3 separate regions of the Mus musculus genome follow, and all the other regions are linked to region 2. Evidence: chromatin contacts called from public HiChIP or PLAC-seq and promoter capture Hi-C data. All regions are on one chromosome and are shown on one strand. The core of a region is the stretch at or near the end of the contact, and the rest is flanking DNA. Distances in the headings are between cores, read along the strand shown. Region 1 holds the start of Islr2 (immunoglobulin superfamily containing leucine-rich repeat 2). Region 2 has its middle 11 kb from the start of Cyp11a1. Region 3 overlaps Arid3b (AT rich interactive domain 3B (BRIGHT-like)).

What was found. Promoter capture Hi-C pulls out the DNA fragments that hold promoters and counts their contacts. HiChIP or PLAC-seq counts read pairs in DNA pulled down with a chosen protein or histone mark.
Region 1: a promoter capture Hi-C map of embryonic stem cells shows a contact between it and region 2, with 5 times the contacts expected there. The contact joins the promoter of Islr2 here to the enhancer-like site in region 2. A contact is called at or near these places in 17 of 39 promoter capture datasets (the 3T3-L1 cell line, the C10 cell line, the HPC-7 cell line and 9 more), 2 of 15 datasets of contacts at CTCF or cohesin (the NIH/3T3 cell line and embryonic stem cells), 18 of 484 Hi-C or Micro-C datasets (the G1E-ER4 cell line, the N1E-115 cell line, Sertoli cells and 5 more), 19 of 115 datasets of contacts at active chromatin or transcription factors (bone marrow-derived macrophages, craniofacial prominence, embryonic basal ganglia and 9 more) and 3 of 9 other capture datasets (adipose tissue, liver and pancreatic islet).
Region 3: an H3K27ac HiChIP or PLAC-seq map of embryonic stem cells shows a contact between it and region 2, with 5 read pairs. The contact joins two enhancer-like sites. A contact is called at or near these places in 2 of 39 promoter capture datasets (frontonasal cranial neural crest and neural stem cells), 11 of 115 datasets of contacts at active chromatin or transcription factors (CD8 T cells, T-cell acute lymphoblastic leukemia, embryonic basal ganglia and 3 more) and 4 of 9 other capture datasets (adipose tissue, embryonic tail, liver and 1 more).

The regions. Positions count from the first base shown.
Region 1 is chr9:58,200,656-58,205,215 of GRCm38.p6, reverse strand. It overlaps Islr2 (immunoglobulin superfamily containing leucine-rich repeat 2), which reads left to right and starts at 2,931. Exons shown (of 3, transcript NM_177193.5): 1 at 2,931-3,264; 2 at 3,844-3,936. It also overlaps the pseudogene 1600029O15Rik.
Region 2 is chr9:58,001,361-58,005,888 of GRCm38.p6, reverse strand. It overlaps a transcript of Cyp11a1 not described here and the pseudogene Gm17322. Among named protein-coding and RNA genes, the nearest start is that of Cyp11a1, 11 kb to the left of the region's middle. Within about 2 kb of position 2,523, at least 6 of the 459 cell types and tissues checked have an H3K27ac peak or open chromatin away from gene starts, as enhancers often do. A contact at or near this core is called in differentiating embryonic stem cells and embryonic stem cells, where this site is marked.
Region 3 is chr9:57,814,842-57,819,202 of GRCm38.p6, reverse strand. The region is part of intron 2 of Arid3b (AT rich interactive domain 3B (BRIGHT-like)); the gene reads left to right. Among named protein-coding and RNA genes, the nearest start is that of Arid3b, 20 kb to the left of the region's middle. Within about 2 kb of position 1,657, at least 77 of the 459 cell types and tissues checked have an H3K27ac peak or open chromatin away from gene starts, as enhancers often do. A contact at or near this core is called in embryonic stem cells, where this site is marked.

The DNA.
Region 1 (4,560 bases), core at 1,682-4,181, 200 kb before region 2:
AGCCTCGGGCAAAGTAAGGAGAGGCAGGGACAGGCCTGCAAGAGAAGGCGCTCCTGGTCAGGGTCAGGGAGGTATGATGGGAGTTCTCTTGCCAGTGCAACTATGCACACCAATTAACTCGCAGGAGAATGGTGCACTGTTGGATTCTGGGCACTGGGAACCCAGTGGGCCACGAACTGGCCAAACCTGTTAGAGTAAGGAGGGCCGATTGTGTTTTCATGGAGGCACAGACTGGGTATACCTAGAGAAAACTCGAGGATTTTGGTCAAGCATGCCCCGGCGATAGCATTTCCCAACAGCACTGCAAAGCCACAGGCAGGGCTCTTTGGTGCCCAGGCCTGCTCGTGCCATCCCTTCAAGGTCAAGGCCTTGTTTCTGCACAGTTCAGGCAGTATCCAGCAGGGGGAGCGCGGGTACCAGGGTTGAACTCCAGATCTCCGCGGACCTAGCCCGGGGAGCAAGTCCGAGGAGCCTTCGGTTTCAGCGATCCCACCACTTGGACAACCTGGGACCTCAAAGGTTGAAGTTTGTGGAGGTCAATCCACAAAGAAGTCTAGGGGCGTTAGCTCTTGGTCTCTGCGTCTGTCTGGAGTCAGGACTGCAGCTTGGTAAAAAGCTTGTCCCTGAACTGAACAGATTCTGAATCGGAAGCCCTCTGTTTTCCAGCTTGACAACTTTTCTGTCGCTCATTCCCCCCCCCCCCCTTTACTGCACTCGCCTGATTAAATACTTGTTCCTTTAAGATCAAAGACGTAGGGCAGGGGTGGGAGGTGGGAAGTGTTTCTATGCCGTCTCTCCTTCCCTAGGTATTATTAACCGTAAAAGCAATCGACGGCAATTCTGGGCGGCGCCAGGGCTCTGCCTGCCGTCTTCTAGCAGAGCTCAGTGGTTGAATCAGGAATTGCAGCTCCTACCCAAGACCCTGCGGACGCTGCTAGCGGCGACTCCGGCTGGCCTTGTCTGGACCGGCACTGGGTTCTGCAGGGTTGAAGACGGGGTAAGGGATGTCTTCTCCCTGGTGCAAATTCGGGCAACAGAAGCATTTTTCGGGAGAGTGGGTGGGAAGCTGGGTTCCACGGGAATCAGTACCCCAGCCAGCGTGGTCGCCACGCCCTTAAACTATTCTGTAGACGCTGGAACCGCCCTCTCTACAGGGAGTCCCCTGGTTTCAACCTCTTTAGGGAAGAAAGCCAGAGTTGGGAGAGCTTACCCCAGACACTCCTGCACGTCCGTGCGATCGAGAGAGCTCATGAGCCCATTCTTCCTTCCAGCCCTCGGCCCTTCGCTCCTCCTAAGTTATCCCTCTGCAGGCTTGCGTCCCTCCAAACTCAAAAAAAGAGAGCTGACTAGAAGTAAAAATCGGATGAGTGGATGTTCACTGGCGGAGGAACGCCCACGCCTTGCGTCTTTCTCTCCCCCACCAGGAAAGTCCTCAGGATTCTCCATCCCAGAACACTAAGAACAGCAGAACGTCCCTCTGCTGCCACACCCTCTTCTGGTGCGAGGCACCCCCCACCCCCTCAAGGTTGCTAGAACATGAACAATACGACAGACATTCCTCTTACTTTGCAGACAAAGAAGTCGGTATCGGGCGGCTATTCCAAATCTCTGAGGCCTTGTCCCAGGTTAGAGCCTTGTGCTGGACGGCCTCAGACGTACAGGATTCCAGGCAGGGAGGAGTCAGAGTTCTCATCTCCTCTCCCTTCTCAAAGACATCTTCCCTGGATCGCTCAAGCACCCTCTCCTGGTTCGGTCTGTGGGGTTTCCAGGCCCGAGCAGGTGTGAAGTTCTAGATTCCGAACTTGGCTGAGTTTGTGGGGGTCCCATCAGCCCGTAGCCAGGAGTAGGAAAGAGGGAGGGACCAAAGTGAGCACACACCAGTGTGTTCATATTTAATTTACAAAGGAGCCTCAGAAACCCTGCCGGGTGGTCCCTTTAGATGCAGCGTTCTTCCTGCATCTCTCTGCGCCCCCCTCCCTAGCTCATTAAAATGCTTAACACTCAAATCGGGGTATTGATCTCTGCAGAGGCCCCAAACACACTGCCATCCAACCAAGACAGAAGACTGACTCTGATGAGGGCTGGGAGACCCCAGCACCCCAGTATTACAGTGTATATGAAAGAGAAGGAGGGGACTCTCTACACATCTCTCAAAATCTATGCCCCCTTACCAGTTCTGGCTAGCAGCTCTGTCTCCTGGGATGCCATAGGCGGGGGAGTGAGATGATGCATTTTAGTCAAATCCCTAGACATCCCTTGAAATTCTCCTGCTCATCGCTAAAAGAAATGTCCAGGGTTTGCCAAAGAGAACAGCGAGTCCCGAGTCTGCTGAGGCCAGCTGTTACATGAGGGTGTGAGATGGCAGGGCGGTGGCTGCTGCCTAGGCTTTCACAGTGTGTGTGTGTGTGGGGGGGGTGCGAGCATGCAGGGGTTGATGGCCAGCTTGCTAGAGATGCTGAGAGGATACTGAGGAGCGGGGTGGTGGTGCAGGAAATGCTCAGGGGTTGTAAGTCCCTAGTCCACAGCACTCAAGAGGAGCAAACGGTTTTTGTAACTATCCTGGTCCCTGTAGCCACTATTAGTGGGCAACCTTGGTGTCCTGTTAGCCCGCAGCAAGCAAGGGCAGAGTGAGACACTTGGGTGAGTTCAACCTAATGTTTTAGGAGCTCAGAAGACACCCACTCCACTGTGAGCACTAGGTAGCCCACGGGCAGTGGAGTGCACGCGCTGGTTTTGCCACAAAAGACCTGAGCGTGGAGTTCAGGCTCAAGAGGCTGAGCAGGGTCTGCGATGGGCTGGGGAGGTGGGCGTCTCCTCTCCGCGCACCCTGCAGGGCTGCGCCTACTAATCTGGCGAATTAGTCTGGCGGTGATTGGGGGTGGAGGGGAACCAGGATTTGTATCTGCCCAGATCCAGGCAAAATATGACAGAGAGGGTGAGGCGTTCTGCTAACACTATCAATTATGCATCGTGTTGAACGAAGCTTCGGGGAGGGGGAGGCTAGCAGGCGGCAGGAGGAAAAGGGTCCGGGAGAGCCAGGCAGCGCAGTTCAGCAGGTCCCACTGGAGGTCTTTCTGCGCCACTGCTTGCTTTGGAGAGGGGGGAAAAAAGTGTTTAAAGGCAAAGACACGCCCCTCCAGTCCTATGCTTTTCTTTCTCCCAAATTCCTCAAAGATGGTTTGTCTCACGTGTTGCGGGGCGTAGAACGGCTCGCATTCAATTAGAAGCGAAGCTCGCGGGCGCTGGCGGGACGGGCGCGTGAGGGTGAGTGAGCGTGGATATTTGTGTGCGCGCAAAAGAGAACGGTGAGTGTTTGAGTGAAGGTGTGCTTGTGAAAATGTGTGTGAAAGTAGGGAGAACTTAGCGCGTTGACGCGATTATTACATGTTGACGAGTAGTTCTAACCTGTGAAAGTCATGTGAAGATGTGTGTGTGTGTGTGTGTGTGTGTGTGTGTGTGTTGGGGAGGGGTTTGGAGACATAAGGAGGAATAGTGACAATGTCATCGAATGTGTAAATGTGGGGAGAAGTAGAAAATGGGTGCTAGGGGTACGGTGGGCTGGAAAGGGCGGAGCCTTGGGCTATGGGCGTATGGAGCCCCTTGAGACCGACAGGTCTCAGCCTGAGGTGAGTAGAGGATCTCTATGGCTTTAACAAATGTAAACGCAGCACGAGGTGGGAGACTGTGCGCGTTCCCGCCGAGCACGGGGGCGCGCGACCGCTCTCAAACCTGCAATCCTGGAGAAGTAGGGCGAACAGATAAGGAAAGAAAAAAATTGAAGTAGGACTTTGGGGCCAAGGGGAGTTCTTTCAATGCACTCCCCCTTTCTCCCCACCGCCACAGCAACAGATGCCAGAAGCTCCCTTAGACTGTCACCTGAGTCTGGAGACCGGCTCGCAGCCCCACAGCATCACACTGCAAGTCAGAGAGCAGCAGGTAAGCAGTGGAAGGGCCCCACAACCTCAGTCCACAGGGTCGATCCAGCCTAGTCAGGGTTGGGTGGCTGTCTGGGAGGAACAGGGAAGGGAGGTGCCTCCTTTAGGAGCAAAAGCAAGAAGGGACCCGCTAATCTCAGAGACAGGGTGTAGGAGAGGGTCTTCCAAGACTGACAGGACCCTCAAGTTGGGGCAGGGAGTCTGTGTTAATATATTTGTATGTCTAGAGACAGGGGATGCACTCAGGCGTCTTAAGGCTCTAGAGGGAAGTATAGAACCTTGGACTGTCTCCAGGCTTATTAGCTAGAGACTGTTCCCTAAAAACCTGTGGGCAGAGGGATTCGCCTGGGCTCTGTGAATCCAAAGAGGAAGCTTTATTGACTGTTTCCACAACATGCCTGCTCTAGTCAGGGGGTAGGATTTTCTTCTCAGAGGAAAGCATGGTTGAGCAGTTGTGACTTCCTGAGGGGAGCTGCAGCCCAGGGCAGGGAGGTGAGAAGGCAAAGTGGGTGGAGGCTGCCTAGATCCCCCACACCACACCTCACAAGTTCTCCATGTTGCATCGGCTAGGGGTTCGGTCTCAGAGTAGGGCAGTGTGGCACCTATGTCTCTGAGTGTGGCTGGT
Region 2 (4,528 bases), core at 1,274-3,773:
GCCACCAGCATCCCTTCTCCCGATCCTGACAGCTGCTCTTCCAGACCTGTAGCCATCAGGTTCCTGCTGCTGTTATCCACGGCACCCAGGTGCAGTCTCAAGGAGTTTGAAGATATCCTTCACAGAAGCTTGTAACCTGAGCACTAGCCCCAGAAAGGTAATAGCCATTCTGCAGCCACAAAGAATCGGTTTGTAGAAAGGTGTACAGATGCCAGCCCCAGAGGCCCGGCTTTCCTTGACACTTTGTAGTTGTGTAGAGTGTAGTATGACACATCCTCCTTAGGGTTTCAGTATGCTTAATTTCTGTTGTTTGAGTCCCATGCTGAGCCTGGTGGGAATGAATGTGACAGTCATACATCAATCACCCATGATATTTACAAGAGTCATCCCTCCTCTGGGGGCAGGGGTGGGGGTGGGGGGGCACCCAGGACACTGCCATCAGTGGGCACGGGGGGGGGGGGGGCGGGGGAGGGCAGGGCGCAGCAAGCTCTCATCTATATGAGAACCAGCCCTGAGTGGCTTCCACCTGATGAGGACATTCCAGTAATAAGAAACTTGCAGACAGCTACATATGTGGCATGTTCCCAGACAGAAAACTCAAAACACCAGGTTTTTGAGATCAAAGCCAGTTACTCCCTCAGAGGAACCATTTTTAGGCTGAGACCAAGCCTCGATGGGTCCTTCACCCTGCGGGTCTTCAACCTATTGAAGACCACCTCAGTGAGACACCTCAGTAAGAAAGGGCAAAACATTCATGAGTCTAACTGATCCATCAGCTGCCAGCTGTGGAGTCTTCGGCAAATGTTTCCTTCTCTATTTATGGAAAAATTGACACACACACACACACACACACACACACACACCGACGGGACTATTAAGAAAGTAGTTTTATTGGTTGGGATAAGATTTGAATAGATAAAGAGAAAATCCAAGTCCCAAGCTTACAGAAGATTGAAGTATACTGCCTCTTGCATAAAAGAAGTCCCAAGGCAACCCAGAGCTGGTGGTGAGTCCCCAAAGCCCAGCCGCCATCATCCGGCTTGCAACACTGTCTGCATCTCCAAGGCCATCCCACAATCCACAATGCTTCCTGATCCATCTCTATGCTATTGACCAGAAAGAAGAGAAAGCTATAAAAAGGGTCAGCCTGGGCTACTACAAAATGAGAAGAGTGGGGTTGGGGCGGGGGGGGGGGGGGAGGAAGGAAAAGAGGGAGGGGGAAGGGAGGATAGGAGAGGGGACTGGGGGAGAGGGGGGAGGGAAGGAAGATGAAGAAGGCAAAAGGGACCCTTCCCACACCTCTAGCTACCTGTTCTGAAGCCCTCACACAAGATCAGGCATCTCATTGGCCACAACTTAACCACGTGACACCACCTAGCTACGCAGAGCCAAGAAAGAGTGGTGACTCTAAGAGTCTACCTGGTGCTGGTGCGCCAGGTAGACTGCTGGGCTTCAGTAAGTTAGGAAAGGCTGGAAGCAAAGAGCACGTGCTTGACCTCATGCCGATTCACCAGAATTAAGCTGATGATCGGACAGTCCAGCGTTTGGGCTACCATTCTAGCACTCCAGAACATATGGGGACAGAAACCTATCTGGAAGCCAGGGGTCCCCAGCAAGTATCCCAGCGGCTGAGTAGGTAACCTTTTCATTTCTGTGGTAGACATTCTGTTGGTCCTTCTCTCTTGTGAGGCGCCACTTCTATAGAGAGACTCCAATATCACAAAAGTGAGGCCCACGTTACTCTCCTCCCAAGAGGGGACTACTGTAATTGCATGTGAAAAGGCATGGCTGGGTCAGTCATGGGTCCTTCCAGAACGTTGGCTTTGGTTTTGTGGCAGGGCCTCCATCCCAGACTAGTTTTGAACTTGTGCACCCAAGGATGACCTTCAACTCCTGATCCTCTCTGCTACCACCCGAGGGTCAGGACTGACTGGTTTATTCAGCGCTGGGGATGGAACTCAGGGCTGTATGCATGCTAGGCAAGCACTCTCCCAACTGAGCTCCATCGCTGGCACCCCTTTCAGAAATTTCTTAAGCTCTTGCTCTTGGGTAGGAAGCTGATGGAGAAAATGAAGCCAGAGATAGAAGCGCGGGGTGGGGGGTGGGGGAATCTATATGGAGCCCCATTTGTCACTATCAGGACTCTCATTCTTATCCCGTGGCTCGCAGAGACCTAGCTGCACCCCTGGCTCAACTCTACCTAGGCTCCTTTCACTACTCCCAGTGCCTGCCTTCCCCTTTCTGCCGGGGTGGAGCTCCTGTTTTATAACTCTTTTAAATCATAGATTTGTGTCAGAATTCTTTGTGGGGCACTTGGCAGAAATCCAGCTGAAACTGGTTAAAACAAAAATACCATATACATAAAATGAATTTGAAAAGTTCAAGGTCAGGAGCTAGCATGCCAGAGGAAGTCGCTGGCCCCCCACCTCCCATTCTTTCTTTTGTGTTGGCTGCTGTCTCCTGCAGTCAACTGTGCACAGCCAGGAAGAAGGCCAGGGATTTACCTGACCCCAAGGTCCTGGAAACTCCTGCAGCAAAGACAGAGAAGGGCCACCCTCTCTCTTGTCCATGATCTCCCTGAAGAACTGATTGGCCAGTTTTTGTCCAATCACAGTGGACAGGATTCTGGCACCTGACTATTGCAGGCAAGCACAGACCCTGCAGTCAGGGCCAGACAGAACCCTGTGGCTGATGGAGCCTTGGGAACACTATAAGGAAAAGAAAAGGGTGTCCTTCCAATGTATAAAAGTGCCGAGCAGACTGCAGACATAATCACATAGGGGGCATTGGGACCAGATGGACTTGGGTTCAAGTCTTAGTTCGACCACTGAGTAATTGTGTGGACTTGGGGAACTCACTTGGAGCCAAGTGAGAATGAAGGCTTTCATCTCCAAAAAATGGAAATAATCACAACCTGCCTGTCAAGGTTGTGACGAACACTTACCAGGACAATAGAGTGTTTGGGAAGGCCTCAAATTCTCAACATCGCACAAGTAACCTCACTGAGCTAAAGGCTGTCCACTGTGGTTTGGGGTTAATGTTTGGACACCACGGTGAAAGCTGTGTGTCCCAGGACTGGAAAGGGGCCTCAGTGGTTAAGAGTGCAGCCTGCTCTTACAGAGAGCCAGAGTTCTGTGCCCAGCACCCATGCCCAGCAGCTCACAACTCCAGCTCCAGGGGATCCAGTGCCTTCTTCTGGCCTTCCTGAGCACCTGCACTCACGGACACAACCCACTCATACAACACACATAATTAAAGATAAAATAAATCTTAGGGGGCAAATGTGTTTGCTTTCATGGGTCCAGCTCCAGGCATTTTTTTTCACTAAGTCACACATCAGCTCCCCTCCCCACCCCACCCTGCAACACCCCCCATAGATGTTTGACAAGAAACCAGCCTTGGAGATGCATGGCTTTACTAATCAGGGTGTGACTACTTAACCCTTTATATCATTATTACCACTCAGTCTCTCTCTCTCTCTCTCTCTCTCTCTCTCTCTCTCTCTCTCTCTCTCTCTGTGTGTGTGTGTGTGTGTGTGTGTGTAGTATGTTTATATACACGTGTATGCAGGTATGTCTACCTATGCAGGCACATGTGGAGAGCAGAGGCTAACATCCAGATGTATTCTTCAAATGCATCTCCAGTTTGGTTTGTTTGTTTTGAGGCAGGCTCTCTCAATGAACCTGCAACTGGCTGTTTTGGATTGGCCACCAAGCCGCTGCAGGTTTTCACCCCTCCACACTTGGGTTATAGATGTATACCACCATGCCTGCCTTGTTCCTTTTTACGTAGGTGCTGGGGATTTGAACTCGGGTCCCTATGCTTGCTTACCCGATGAGCCATCTCCCCAGCCGGTCACACTCAGTCCCTTTTGCTTCCCTGTCTGTCTATCTATATCCAATCTCTCTATCTAGCTACTTCCGTCTCTCTCCTCTGCTTGTTCTCTTCCTTTTGCTTCACCTTGGGAAGGTGTGCCTATTAGCTCCTGCCAGTTTGGCACACACTGAGTCACTTGGGAATAGGGAAGGTCAATTAAGGAATTTCCTCCATCACGTTGACTTGCGGATATGTCTATGGTGACATTTTCTTGATTAATGATTGCTAAAGGAGGACCCAGTCCACCATGGGCAGTGCCACCCCTGGGCAGGTGGTTCTAATTTGAATAAAAAGCACGATGAGCCAGTCTTGGGGAGCAAGCCCATAAACAGCCTTCCTCCAAGGCCTCCTCAGGTCCTGCCTCCAGGTTCTTGCCTTGAGCTCCATCCCTGACTTCACTCCATGACGGACTCTAACCTGTAAGTATATGTACTGGTTGGTTTTGTGTGTCAACTTGACACAGGCTGAAGTTATCACAGAGAAAGGAGCTTCAGTTGGGAAATGCCTTCATGAGATCCAGCTGTGGGGTATTTTCTCAATTAGTGATCAAGGGGGGAGGGCCCATTGTGGGTTGGTGCCATCTCCGGGCTGGTAGTCTTGGGTTCCATAAGAAAGCAAGCTAAGCAAGCCAGGGGAAGCAAGCCAGTAAGGA
Region 3 (4,361 bases), core at 408-2,907, 190 kb after region 2:
AGTGAAGTGAAATGTTAGCCTGGGCCTGGTAGCTCATGTGTGCCATCCCAGCATTTGGGAGTTCGAAACAGGAAGTTAGAAAGTTCTGGCCCACTCGCTACACAAGAACCCGACAAAACAAACAACAAACAAACAAGAGCAGTTTTTAAAAAACATTTATAAGCTGACGCGTGGTAGGTTTTTTCTTAAATGTTTGCTTCCCATACGTTTAAATTGTGACGTAAGAGCCGTGCACAGCAGCGGCTGGCCAGTCTCCTAATCTCTCAGCCTTTTCCCTCTTACATCCTAGTTGTCCTCACAGGCTCTTGGAAGCCCAAGAAACAGCTGGGAGGTTGGGAAGGGCTAGAGTGCTGGGTTCCACAGAGTCACTGCCTGGCATCGGGTCTTCTCATCACCAACTGTACTTTCTATTTTGGCGTTTCTCCTTGTTTCATGAGAACACCTCATTTCTGGCCAGTGCTCTTGATTCTGTGATGTGATTTTGTGCCTAGATTGAAAATGTAGAATCATGTCTCTTTTCCTCACCCTGCCCCCTTTCTGCTGCTTAATCAGAAAAAGTGTCACTTGGCTCTTTTTCCAAACCACTGAGTTTGAATGATCTCTGTTGCTCAGGAGGTGGGCAAGCTCTTTCTGGTTCCTGCTGAAGTTACCTGACAGCGGAAGGTGAGCATCTGATAGTTCTAACTCCAGTGCTCCCAGGGCTGGAGTGCTTTAGTTAAGAGCAGTAATCCTGATCTTATCTGTGTGCTTCTAACAGTATCTGTTTTACTTCCTGGGGCTCCCCCCTCCCCTTAGGAGTCCCCTGTAACCCTTCCCCTTACCTTCTCCTGCAGTCTGTTAAAGTGGGATGAGACCAGGAGTGGCTTTCTTTCCTTCATGCTAAGACCCAGGAGATAGATTTTTAACATCACACCACCAGCCAGGTCATCAGTAAAGCTGTCACATATATGGCACGTATAATACTGAGCCATGGATCTGGACAAAAGTAGTTATGTGTGCTTATTGTAGAAGGGAAACCCCAGCCATACTCAGCCTCAGTACTCAGATAAGGAGTGTATTTCAGAACAATTCGTTGGCTCCCAAGAGCTTAAGATGAGCGCTTTGAAGCCTGGTGATTTTGCTAATGACTCCTTGAGAGGCAGTTCCTAGGAATTTGCCGAGGTCCTTGCCTTTGGGGCCCATATCTTCCAGATTATGGCGAATAGACAGGAAGTGCATAGCCGTTCTGTTGTTTCAGAGAATGCTCAAGGTGCACATGCTACCAGTTTGCATAAAGGTGTTTAAGGAAAAGTTTTTTTCTTTCTTTTCTTCCTTCCCTTTCTCTTGCTCTCTCTCTTTAACGACATGTCTTACAGGTGTCAGAACGTAAAGAAGAGTTAGTTAGTAGAGAGTTAGTGGTAGCTTCACCCCTGTGCTTAACCCTAGGGAAAGGGTTAATTTTTGCCTTGAGGAGAAATGAGGGATGGGAACTAAAATTGCTTCGGACATCTGAGCTGTGCTTTAATAAGATATTCCAGGTGGTCAAGGAGTAATCCTAAAATAGCCTAGATACTTAACTGCTTTAAAGTCAGGCTCCGGCTCCAGGGAGGTAGGGCTCTGAGGAATGCAGTGCTGGCTCCTGAGGTCTTAGGGGCGTGGTCTGCTGGGGTTATTCCTGCCACCTCCAATCCAAGGGGAAACAAAAGCCAAGCCTTCTTGGGTCTGGAGGCATTTGCTAATATTAGACCTTCCCCACTCGGCAATACTAAAGCCTCTGGCTTCTGCTTCTCTAACCTGGCTTTCTTCCTAGCTGTGGGACGGGTATTGTCACCCCATCCCCTAGACAGTGCTCTGTTTTCATTAGTGCTCAAAGGCTTCCTGCTTGATCCCCTGCCTGGTTTCCTCTCTGTTTGCACAAGAGCATACTTCTCTCCCGTGAGAATTCAGTCATCCTCTCTTTCATTCCCTCGCCCAATCCAGCTGATGCTCTGAGCTGCCTGTTCTTTAGGAGAGCCATTCTCCCTGGTTCTGCTGCCCAGCCCCCACCCCGCCCAGGTTCTCAGTGGGCAAAGCCTCCTACCCATCATTATTTATACAGACATTATATTGGCACTATAAATCACCACTGGGGGCATTAAAAGGATATTTAATAAGTGAAGAGTCGGACTATTGTTTTGCCTGAGAGACTAGCTGCTATAAAGGAGTTGCTCTATGGTAGGCTGCTCTGTCCCTTCAGAGCTACCTAAGTACTGGTCTTCATTACCAGGGTGAGGGACAGGGAATATGCAGTAGGTCAGAAGTAAATGTAGGGACTAGTGAAATGGGTCTGTGGTTAAGAACACTGACTTCCCAGCACCCACATGGCTTAGTGCCACTGTAACTCCAGTTCCAGGGATCTGCTGCCCTCTTCTCAGCTCTTAGGGCTCCTGCATGCACATGGCACATATACACAAACACACACATACTCATAAGATAAAAAGTATTTTAAAATAACTTAAGAATTAATGCAGGGCTGGATGTGGAGGTGCATGCCTTTAAACCCAGCACTTAGGAGGCAGAGACAGACAGATGTTTTATTATGGATTCAAGGCCAGCTTGGTCTACATAGCACATTCCAGGCCAGGCTATAACTGTTAAGACCCTGTTTCAAAAAAAAAAAAAGGAAAAGAGCTACTGTAGGAAAAAAAATGCTTAAGGAAACCATAGACAGTGGCTAGAGCCATGGATTTGGCGGTTAATAACACTGGCTGCTCTTCCATAGACCAGAGTTTGATTCCTAGCACCCACATGGTAGCTAACAACCAGGTCCAGGGTATATGACAATCTTTTGTGGCCTCCAGGGACACACGCATGTGGTACACAGACATACATATAGGCAAAATACCTGTATATATAAAATAAAAATTTTAAAAATCAATCTTTCTAAAACCTCATAGACATAAATGGAATTTATTTTGTTTCGTTTCCTCCCACAGTGTTGGGAATTGAACCAGGAGTGAGCACTACCATTAAGCTACATCCTTAGCACAGAGGCTGTTTAAAATTGTTTCTCTCCCTCCACTAAGCTTCACTAAACTGGAGGCTTTGATCTGTCTTCTGTTTCTTCCCCTCGGAACCTTAGACAGTCTAGTATAGCCTGGGCGCTCAGAAGTTTGTATGTGAATGACTGGAACAGGAAAACGCCTGCAAAGTTCAAGACGGCCACAGCCCTGGCTCCCTTAGGTGTCTGCCTGTACATCCATACGTGTAGATTATTTTTCCAACAAAAGTAGCTTGTTAAAGCTATGCAGAATATTGGTTTCGTCTTCTTTTCATTTCAGAAATTGCCTGCTGCCTCCCCACTGCTCGCAGTTGAGAGTTTAAGTTTTCCTCCTGGTATTCTAGGCATCTCACAGCCTGTTTCCACTTTAAACATTAGGCATACTTACACCCTCCTGCCATTAGACATACTTACACCCTCCTGCCAAAACACGCCTTGTTTACCCCCACCCCATGCTCATTTGAACTATAAATCTCCCCTCAGCCCATATTCCTCCAGGCCACTCAAACTTCAGCCTTCTACCTCCCAAGCACTTGGTGTTTGGGTATTTTAGCCTTACTATATGTATGCATGACATCTTGTTTTTCTGACTCTTGGTGTGACCCGCTTGGTAGGGTGGGGACCACTTTTGTTTTAGAAAGCTTTTCCTCCGCAGCTTGCTTTACCTGGTGGGTTCTCCAGGACCTCTGGACTGAATGAAATTTATCATCGTAGTTTTGTTTCCCAAAAGAGAAAGCCACATGGTCCAGCCCACCTTGTGTGTGTGTGTGTGTGTGTGTGTGTGTGTGTGTTCTCCAGGACCTCTGGACTGAATTAAATTTATCATCGTAGTTTTGTTTCCCAAAAGAGAAAGCCACATGGTCCAGCCCACCTTGTGTGTGTGTGTGTGTCTGTGTGTGTGTGTGTGTGTGTGGTGGTGGTGGGGCTTGTGTGTGTGTGTGTGTGTGTGTGTGTGTGTGGTGGTGGTGGGGCTCCAGACCAGGAGATGTGTGTTTGTGTGTGTGTGTGTGTGTGTGTGGTGGTGGGGCTCCAGACCAGGAGATTCCAGATAGATAGTCGTCTGGAACCAGGCAGCTGCTTGCTTCCTAAGATGGATGGCTTTCTCCATTGCCAAGCAGAGGCAGTTCTAAGAAGGCCTTTATCCTAGAGCAGAGAAATTCCTGGCCAGTTCTGCCCAGCTGCTGCAGTGTTGCCGGCTGGAACTAAGAGCCTGGCTTCTCCTCCACGGGCAGCTTTTTAGATTTTCAAAGAATGATCTCTTCACTTCTCTGATTTGTTGATCTGTTGGGACTGAGAAATTAGAGGTTTGGTGTTTTAATTTTGAATAGCAGTCATTTAAGAC